Regions from separate parts of the Canis lupus genome. Here region 1 is linked to region 2. Evidence: chromatin contacts called from public Hi-C data. All regions are on one chromosome and are shown on one strand. Each heading gives the region's core, a stretch centred on a gene start, on an enhancer-like site or on the middle of the called end of the contact. The rest is flanking DNA. Distances are from core to core; before and after follow the strand shown. Region 1 holds the start of GOLGB1 (golgin subfamily B member 1). Region 2 holds the start of POLQ (DNA polymerase theta).

Region 1 (4,031 bases), core at 238-2,737, 180 kb after region 2:
GATGAAAACGGAAAAGCCCTGAAACGATCGGTGTATAAGATTTGCAACTTTTTAGGCCTCTTCAACTTTTCCTGTGTCTATTCCACGACCAAAGCTTGCCATTTCCAACTTAACCTAGGTCTGACTCTTCATAGTCATTCTGAACCGCAGAGATTTAGTTACTTTATGTTTCTGGAAAGGCCTTCTTGGGCCTTTCTCTGAGGAGTTCTCCACTGCCATCTCTCAAAGAACTGTAAGGCTCTTTTATTTTTTTTTAACCTTTTTTTTTTTTTTTTAAAGATTTTATCTATTTGTTCACGAGAGAGAGAAAGAGAGAGAGAGACAGGCGGAGGGAGAAGCAGGCTCCATGCAGGGAGCCCGACGGGGGGGGGGGACTCGATCCCGGGACCCCGGGGTCATGCCCTGGGCCGAAGGCAGATGCTCAGCCGCTGAGCCACCGGGCTGCCCTCTAAGATTCTTCAAAAGCTCAGAAAGCTTCCAACTACCGCCACAGGCCCAAGGACTGACCCAGTGACTCTAAATATCCCTGCCCCTCACCTAAGCCGTCCTGTCACCACAGACCAACTGGAACTCCTTAAATAAGTCAGACAACTACATTCCTCTTTGGTCAGGGGACTCAGCCTCCCGTCTCCCCGACACAGCCCTCCCCTTCAGCAGAGGGGCATCCTCCACACCACCAAATCCACTGCTCTTTCCTCCAGAACTTTCTTCGGGGTTTGGTTTCTTCTAACGGCCCGCCCACCTCTGATTCCTGGGAGGGTCGTGCGGATGGCACCGCCGAGCTCGTTCCGGTCTCCGAATCTCGCCAGCACGTCCTTACGCAGGATCGTCTGACAGGCCCCCTCTGGTGTTCTATCCGTCGTCACCGTTTTCTGTCATCTCCGCCTTCCAGAGCTTGGACTCCTTTGGGTCCCGCCTCCCTTTCCGGAAACTAAGTTTGTTTAGGGCCTGAGCGCCGCGGGGGGTGGGGGAGGGGGAGGGGGAGGGGCGGGCAGGTTCTCCCCGACGTCAGCCTGCTGCGTACCCGCGGCGGCCTCAGCGAGGCCGAACTGACAGGACTGACCAGACGGCCGTCTCCGTCGCTCCCGGAGAAGAAACGTCCTGGGCAAGGGGCGGGCCGCGCGGGGAGAGCCCACGAAGCCCTGCGACGGGGCCCGCTTGCTTGTGAGCCGCCAGAACTAGGCCTGGTGGGTTGAAGGGAGGCGTGTGTAGGGCCGGATCCCGGACGGAATCGGAACGAGGAGCGGGCAGGGAGGGGACCCGAGAGTGGCCGCTTCGGCGGCGGCCCCCGCGGACGGGGGTGACCGTTAAAGGACTCAAGGAAGGGAGGACTCACCTGGGAGAGCGTGCGGCCGGAGGCACCGGGGGCCCCCTCCCAAACGCGAGCCACGTCAGCTCGGGAATCCCGTGCGCGGCACCTACCGCCGCCGCGCCCCGTCAGGGGGACTCAACCACTCGCAGTCGGGACGGAAGACGGGATTAGGCCCGCGACCAATCAGGGCTATCGGCACGGCGTTACCACGGAGACCAGGCACGCCTTGTTTGTAACTAACCCATCAACAATGACGGAAGCCAATCAGCGCCGGGAAATGCTCGGCTTCCTCAAAGAAAGAGCCAATCAATGGCCTCTAAACAGCGGCGGAGGGGCGGCGCAGACGCGAGCGAGTGCCCCGGAAGAAGATCCGCGGAGTAACCGGAAATGCCTGGAGGGCGTGCGTGCGTGCAGCGGCGGGGGTCAGGTGTTAAGCCGTGGGAAGGGGAAGCGACTGGGCTGCTGGGGGGGCGGGGATTCGGTCTCCCTGCAGTGTGGACGGTCCTTGAGCCGGGTTACGGCGGGCTTGGACTTTAGTGGATCCCCCGTACTGCGGGTACCAGGTGTTACAGGATTGGATGAGCTGTTGCAGAAGGGAGTGGGGGTAGGGGGCTTGCTCTTAGAATCAGCGAGGAAGGAGGTCGTCTAATGCGATCTTTCCATTTTTACTATGAAAAATGAGAACCGGGTTAACAAATTTGTTTTTAAATTTATTTTTCATGAGAGACAGAGAGAGAGAGAGAGAGAGGGGCAGAGACACAGGCAGAGGGAGAAGCAGGCTCCAAGCAGGGAGCCCGACGGGGGACTTGACCCCGGGTCTCCAGGGTCACGCCCTGGGCCTAAGGCAGGCGCTAAACCGCTGAGCCACCCGGGCTGCCCACTTTGCCACCTTTTGAATCTTTGTTTTCTCCCCACTACATTATTATGTCCAAAAGACAGGAATTTTTATCTTTTGGTCTCAGCTGTATTTACAGGTCCAAGAATAGTACGCGGTAGGCCACTCAGTATCTTTAGAATCTAGGAAGTACATACGATTATCACCATTTTATACTGGATAGAGTAAGGTTTGAAAAGATTAAAGAATTTGCACAAATTCACATAATGAGGGGCAGAGCCAGGATTTGAAGTAACTATCAAGGGGTGTCTGGGTGGCTCAGGGATTTAGCGCCTGCCTTTCACCCAGGGTGTGATCCTGGAGGCCCCAGATCAAGTCCACATCGGGCTCCCTGCATGGAGCCTGCTTCTCCCTCTGCCTCTCTCTCTGTGTCTCATGAATAAATAAATAAAATAAAATAAAAATGAAGTAACTATCAAATGCCAAAGCTGCAGTACTGCATCAGTACATCATATTCTCACATTGCTGACTACCAGTACCCAGCAAAGCCTGGATCAGTGCAACCACCAGTCTTCACTTGTACCTTCAAAGTGCAGCATGTTGCAGGAGAAAATTTAACGTATTTTACATACTCAGTTTCCAACTTCATCCTCAGCATACTCCAAATCTTTTGTGTGTACTCAGCTTCCTCCCCCATTTCCCACAACAGTTATTCAAACTTGGGACGGCCTAGGTGGCTCAGTGGTTGAGTGCCTGCCTTTGGCCCAGGGCATGATCCTGGGGTCCCAGGATCAAGTCCCACATCAGGCTCCCTGCGTGGAGCCTGCTCCTCCCTCTGCCTATGTCTCTGCCTCTCTCTCTCTCTCTCTCTCTCTCTCATGAATAAATAAAATCTTTAAAAAAAAATAAAACAGTTATTCAAACCTTTAACACCCTCCTCACATTCGGAGCAGATAGATGAACTTCTGTCTCAGAGAAAATCAAAACCATCTGCTTGGGGTCCTATTGAAATAGTTACTCCCTTACACAAACATTGTCTTTCTCCTTACTTCCTTGTTTCCACATTCAGCCTTAGAACAGATCTAGTTTTAATATAATGAAATCTTCTTAGAGGAGAAGAGATTAGAAAATTGTCTGTATCGTAAGTAGATCTTAGGGCCCTGCATTTCATTCTTGGGTCAGCACAGACTGGGTCATTCAGTGAGAACTACAGTGAACACTAGGAAAATGAAGGTATAATACTGGGTGGAGGTTAAAGAGCTAAACAGGTTTTTTTTTTTTTTAAAGAGCACTGAAAGACTGGAAATAATTTAGAATGCAATTTAATGGAAGCAGTTTAGGCCCTGAGAGAGTATTCAAGAAAATAAAAGATAATTAGGAGTTGACCCATCAGATAAGAGGGAAAAGAGCAGTGGAGGCAAATGGAGCAGCATATGCATGGACTAGGGAATGACATGAATAATTTGAACTGGTGGACAAGAAGTGGATCACGAAGTAGTGTGTGATTTTTTTTTTTTTTTTTTTTTTTTTTTGTGGAAGGGGTTTGGATATTCTGAACACTAGAAGCTGCAGAAATCCCAGATGCCTACCATCATTCAGTTATTTATCCCTTATGGAGTGACCATTCCTCAATTAAGAGTGCAATGAAAACAAGTTGGGAGATGGAAATATCACATCCTCTCTGATTTACTGTTGCCCAATTCCCTCTTGGTCTTCTTTTTTCCAGTTCTTTCTTCCTCATTCTCACCTTCCCTTATGCCAAATACAAACTTACCCTAAAACTTTCATACAGCCTCATTTATTAATGTATTCTCCAACCTGAGGGTAATATCTTCAACAGAGTACATGTTCAATAAATAATTGTTAAATGAACAAATGTTTAAA
Region 2 (4,204 bases), core at 766-3,265:
ATGGTTTCATGTATACAACCCTGTATAAGCAGGTCAATGTATAAATATATAATGTAGAATGTTCAAATATTGTAAAGCACAACTAAGATCAATTGGAAGAAGAGCAGATTTCTATCTCCCTTGCAACTTCATCCTGGGACATGTCTGTTGAGAGGAATGGCAAGCAGAACAGCTCTCTTTAAATTGTGTTTGGGCAGCGGTTTAGCCCCGCCTTCGGCCCAGGGCGTGGTCCTGGAGACCTGGGATCGAGTCCCACGTCGGGCTCCCTGCATGGAGCCTGCTTCTCCCCCTGCCTGTGTCTGTGCTTCTCTCTCTTTCTCCCCCCTGCTTCTCCCTCTGCCTGTGTCTGTGCTTCTCTCTCTCTCTCTCTGTCTCTCATGAATAAGTAAAATAAATAATAAATTTCGTTTTTGCTCCCCACTCCCACCAATATAATGGAATTTTGCATAATCTTAACATGCATACGATGAGACTCTATTTTTCAGATTTTAAGACTTTCTCTAGTTATAAAGTACTGTTTCATCCGCTTTTTAAAACCACCTCCTAACTACTACCTTTTAAACTACTTAACTGGGATCCCTGGGTGGCGCAGCGGTTTGGCGCCTGCCTTTGGCCCAGGGCGCGATCCTGAAGATTCAGGATCGAATCCCACGTCGGGCTCCCGGTGCATGGAGCCTGCATCTCCCTCTGCCTGTGTCTCTGCCTCTCTCTCTCTCACTGTGTGCCTATCATAAGTAAATAAAAAGTATAAAAATAAAAAAATAAATAAACTACTTAACTACCTCCAGAGTATCCTTTAATATTCATGCCTTTAAAAATAGTACAGAAATTAATCTGCACAAACTTGAATACCTGAATAGACCAAATTCTTTCCTTCCAGCACTTGTCCAAGCAAAAGGCACTCTGCCTGCCACTCAAACATCCTTTTTACGCCGTAACTGTGATACTTCTCCAGCACCGCTACGGGCAGTCCCCAGTTGGCCAACAGCAGCTGGTCTGTTCCATCGTCAGCAACCGTCTGCCTGCATTCCCCTTTCAGGAAAGGAAAAGGTAATTAATAGTTGAACCTGGCAGCCCGGGTGGCCCAGCGGTTTGGCGCCGCCTTCAGCCCGGGGTGTGATCCTGGAGACCCGGGATCGAGTCCCACGTCGGGCTCCCTGCATGGAGCTTGCTTCTCCCTCTGCCTGTGTCTCTGCCTCTGTGCGTGTGTGTGTGTGTGTGTGTGTGTGTGTGTGTGTGTGTGTCTGTCATGAATAAATAAAATAATAAAATCTTAAAAAAAAAAAAACTAAAAAAGAAAATAGTTGAACCTAATTCTAATATAGGACTTCGGCGGTCAGTCTTCCACTGTATTCTGAAATACCTCCGTGTGGGGCCGAGGCCAGATAACGCAGATGGTGACATAAAGCACTTCCAATGGAGGGATCTGCAAGGAGCACCGGGCGCCATTAGGCGGGAGCCTCCCCGGCACACACACACAGGTGATGAGAGTTGGCCAACTAGGAAGTCGTCTCCGTAGAGCTCCAAAGACCCACACGACGCTTGAATAGCATCACCGGGCTGTCGCCCACTACGCACGTCCATAGCCTAACTTAGAGACCGGCCGCAGCAGGCCAGTCACAAGCCGGGAACGGGAGTAGACGCCCAGGGGGCTGTGCAATCACGCAAGCCGCGGACGGTAACCGCTAGCCCTGCGGCCCGCGGCCCCCGGAGGGCCCGGGAGTACCTGCAGCGGCGGCCAGCCGCCCGCGGTCCCCGCAGCGGCGTCCCAGGCCCGGGGGTGGGCTGAGCACCGGTCCGCGGGGGGCCAGGAGGCCGTCACTGCCGTCACCGCCGCTCCCAGACACGGAGTCCGAGCCTGAGGCTGAACGCCGCCGCTTCCCACTCCGGCGCGGAGGGTTCATCGCGAAGTCTTCTTGGCGATTCAGGGAAAGCGACAGCCGCAGCGTCCTCCCGCTCCGGAGCAACCGGGCCCCGCGGCAGGTGCGGCCGCCATCTTCCCGCCACGGCTTTCAAACTCCGGCCTCCCAGCCCACGCCGGAACCATAGAGCGCTCGGGGCTGAGAGTCCCCTGAGAACCATAGAGTCGTGGGGAAGGAGCGGCCCTCGCCGGCGTCTCGGACCTCCCGCCTGTCGCCTTGTTGGCAGGTGGGCCCGGGATGCGCCTAGAACGAGGGACGCGGACCGAGCCGGGGGGCGGACGGCTCTGTAGGTATGGCCCGAACTTGTCATCAGCCTGGCCTAAGCACCTTCTTTTTTGTCCATTTCTGGTTTGAATAGCAAGATTTGCTGACTCCATACAATGCGTTGCCCGTAATAGGTAGCTCAGGGATGTGACTCTTCTTAACGTATTGGTATTTAAAATATATATATATATATATATATATATATTGCAGATTATGGTGCAAATCCCCACAGCACAAGTCTGGGAGATAGCATTTGGGAATTAATTCTGCGAAAAAACGAGGGTCTTCATTTTTAAAATGTTTTCGAATGGCAATGTTCTAAAAATTCCACAAGATGGAGACATTGCTCCGTGGAGGAAACATTTTTCCTCGTCCTCTTTTATGCGGTTTTCCTGCGTTCTTCGACCATTTATTGAGCACCTTCTGTGTACTGGCCATCAGGGTAGATGGAAGGGAAATGGCATGAAATGGGTCCTGCTCTCAAAGGGAAAGAATAGGGACGCCCGGGTGGCTCAGTGGTTGGCGCACCTGCCTTTGGCCCAGGGCGTGACCCCGGGGTCCTGGGATCGAGGCCCACGTCGGGCTCCCTGCATGGAGCCTGCTTCTCCCTCTGCCTGTGTCTCTGCCTCTCTCTGTGTGTCTCTCATGAATAAATAAATAAAATCTTTAATTTTTTTTTTTAAAAAAAGAGAAAGAATATAGAGAAGGAGACACATTAATAATTTTAAATTGTACTAGTAGTGTTCAGGCAGAAATGAACACTGAGATCAAGGGAAGAGTGAGGACTCCTAATTTACATTGTAGTCGTGCAAGAACTTTCTGAGATGCAGTACAGCATACAAGTCAAGAGTGCACATCTGGAGCCAACAGGCCGGGTTTGAAGACTTAATAGCTGTATGATTTTGGGCAACTTGCTTAAGCCCTTTGTGCTTCCTTTCTTGTGTGTATATGATAGGCATAATATAGTATACCACGTAGTTATTAATAATATTAATAATAACAGTGAGCCATGTGACTTACTAAATAAGTCATTATGTATAGAGTGCATTAGAACAGTGCCCTCCACATAATAATTACTATTGGAAGGAAGTGATATTTAAACGTTCTAATATTGCTTCCCATGTAAATCTTGCATCTTAAGGGAAAATAAACTAAAAAAAAAATCTCACAGATCTCACACTATTTTTTTTTATGATAGTCACAGAGAGAAAGAGGCAGAGACATAGGCAGAGGGAGAAGCAGGCTCCATGCAGGGAGCCTGACGTGGGATTCGATCCCAGGTCTCCAGGATCGCACCCTGGGCCAAAGGCAGGCGCCAAAGCGCTGCTCCACCCAGGGATCCCTCACACTATTTTTATTAGGTGAACTATGATCAAATGAGGAACATAATTAGGAATAAAATGTAAGGAATAGTTACTGTCATCCCAGTAAGAAGTCTAGAGAATATTTTCAAATTTACAGTTTATTTCAAACATGCAACATCTGTTTCTAATTAAAAAAAAAAAAAAACTCAGAAAAGTAGAGAAAAGAAAGCTACTTTTCCAAAATATTTTAAAATTTTGTTATGGTAACAGATATTGTAATAATCAATGCTACTATGCCAGAAGTATTCCCCATCTTTTAATTGTGTCTGAGCTTGTGTTCCTTGGGATTTTATTTTTATTTGTAATTCTTCAAGATCTGAGTTAAAATCTTCCAGAGGGGATGCCTGGCTGACATAGTTGGTGGAACATGTGACTCTTGATCTCCCAGTCATGAGTTTGAGCCCCACTGTGTTTACTTAAAAATAAGGGTTTATTTAAAATAAATAAATAAAGTCTTCCAGAAAAAAAAATATTTGCACATATTTCTGCCAGTTACCTGGGAGACGTACCAATTCTGGGCCACTTTAATCTCTGAGTTGATGTTTTGTAAAGATAAAGAAGTAGTAAAATGACCTGAGACACTCAGAGCCATATTTGGATGGGCTTCCAGCCTTATCACTTCAATCTGCAGACCAGATATTTCTCTGCTTTACT

What was found. Hi-C and Micro-C count contacts between places; a contact is called where the count stands out from the background.
Region 1: a Hi-C map of blood shows a contact between it and region 2, with 4 times the contacts expected there. The contact joins the promoter of GOLGB1 here to the promoter of POLQ in region 2. A contact is called at or near these places in 3 of 9 Hi-C or Micro-C datasets (amygdala and blood).

What each region holds. Positions count from the first base shown.
Region 1 is chr33:25,657,230-25,661,260 of UU_Cfam_GSD_1.0, forward strand. It overlaps GOLGB1 (golgin subfamily B member 1), which reads right to left and starts at 1,488. Exons shown (of 21, transcript XM_038582998.1): 1 at 1,337-1,488.
Region 2 is chr33:25,474,897-25,479,100 of UU_Cfam_GSD_1.0, forward strand. POLQ (DNA polymerase theta) reads right to left here and starts at 2,016. Exons shown (of 30, transcript XM_038582983.1): 1 at 1,727-2,016; 2 at 853-1,032. The coding sequence starts at 1,904.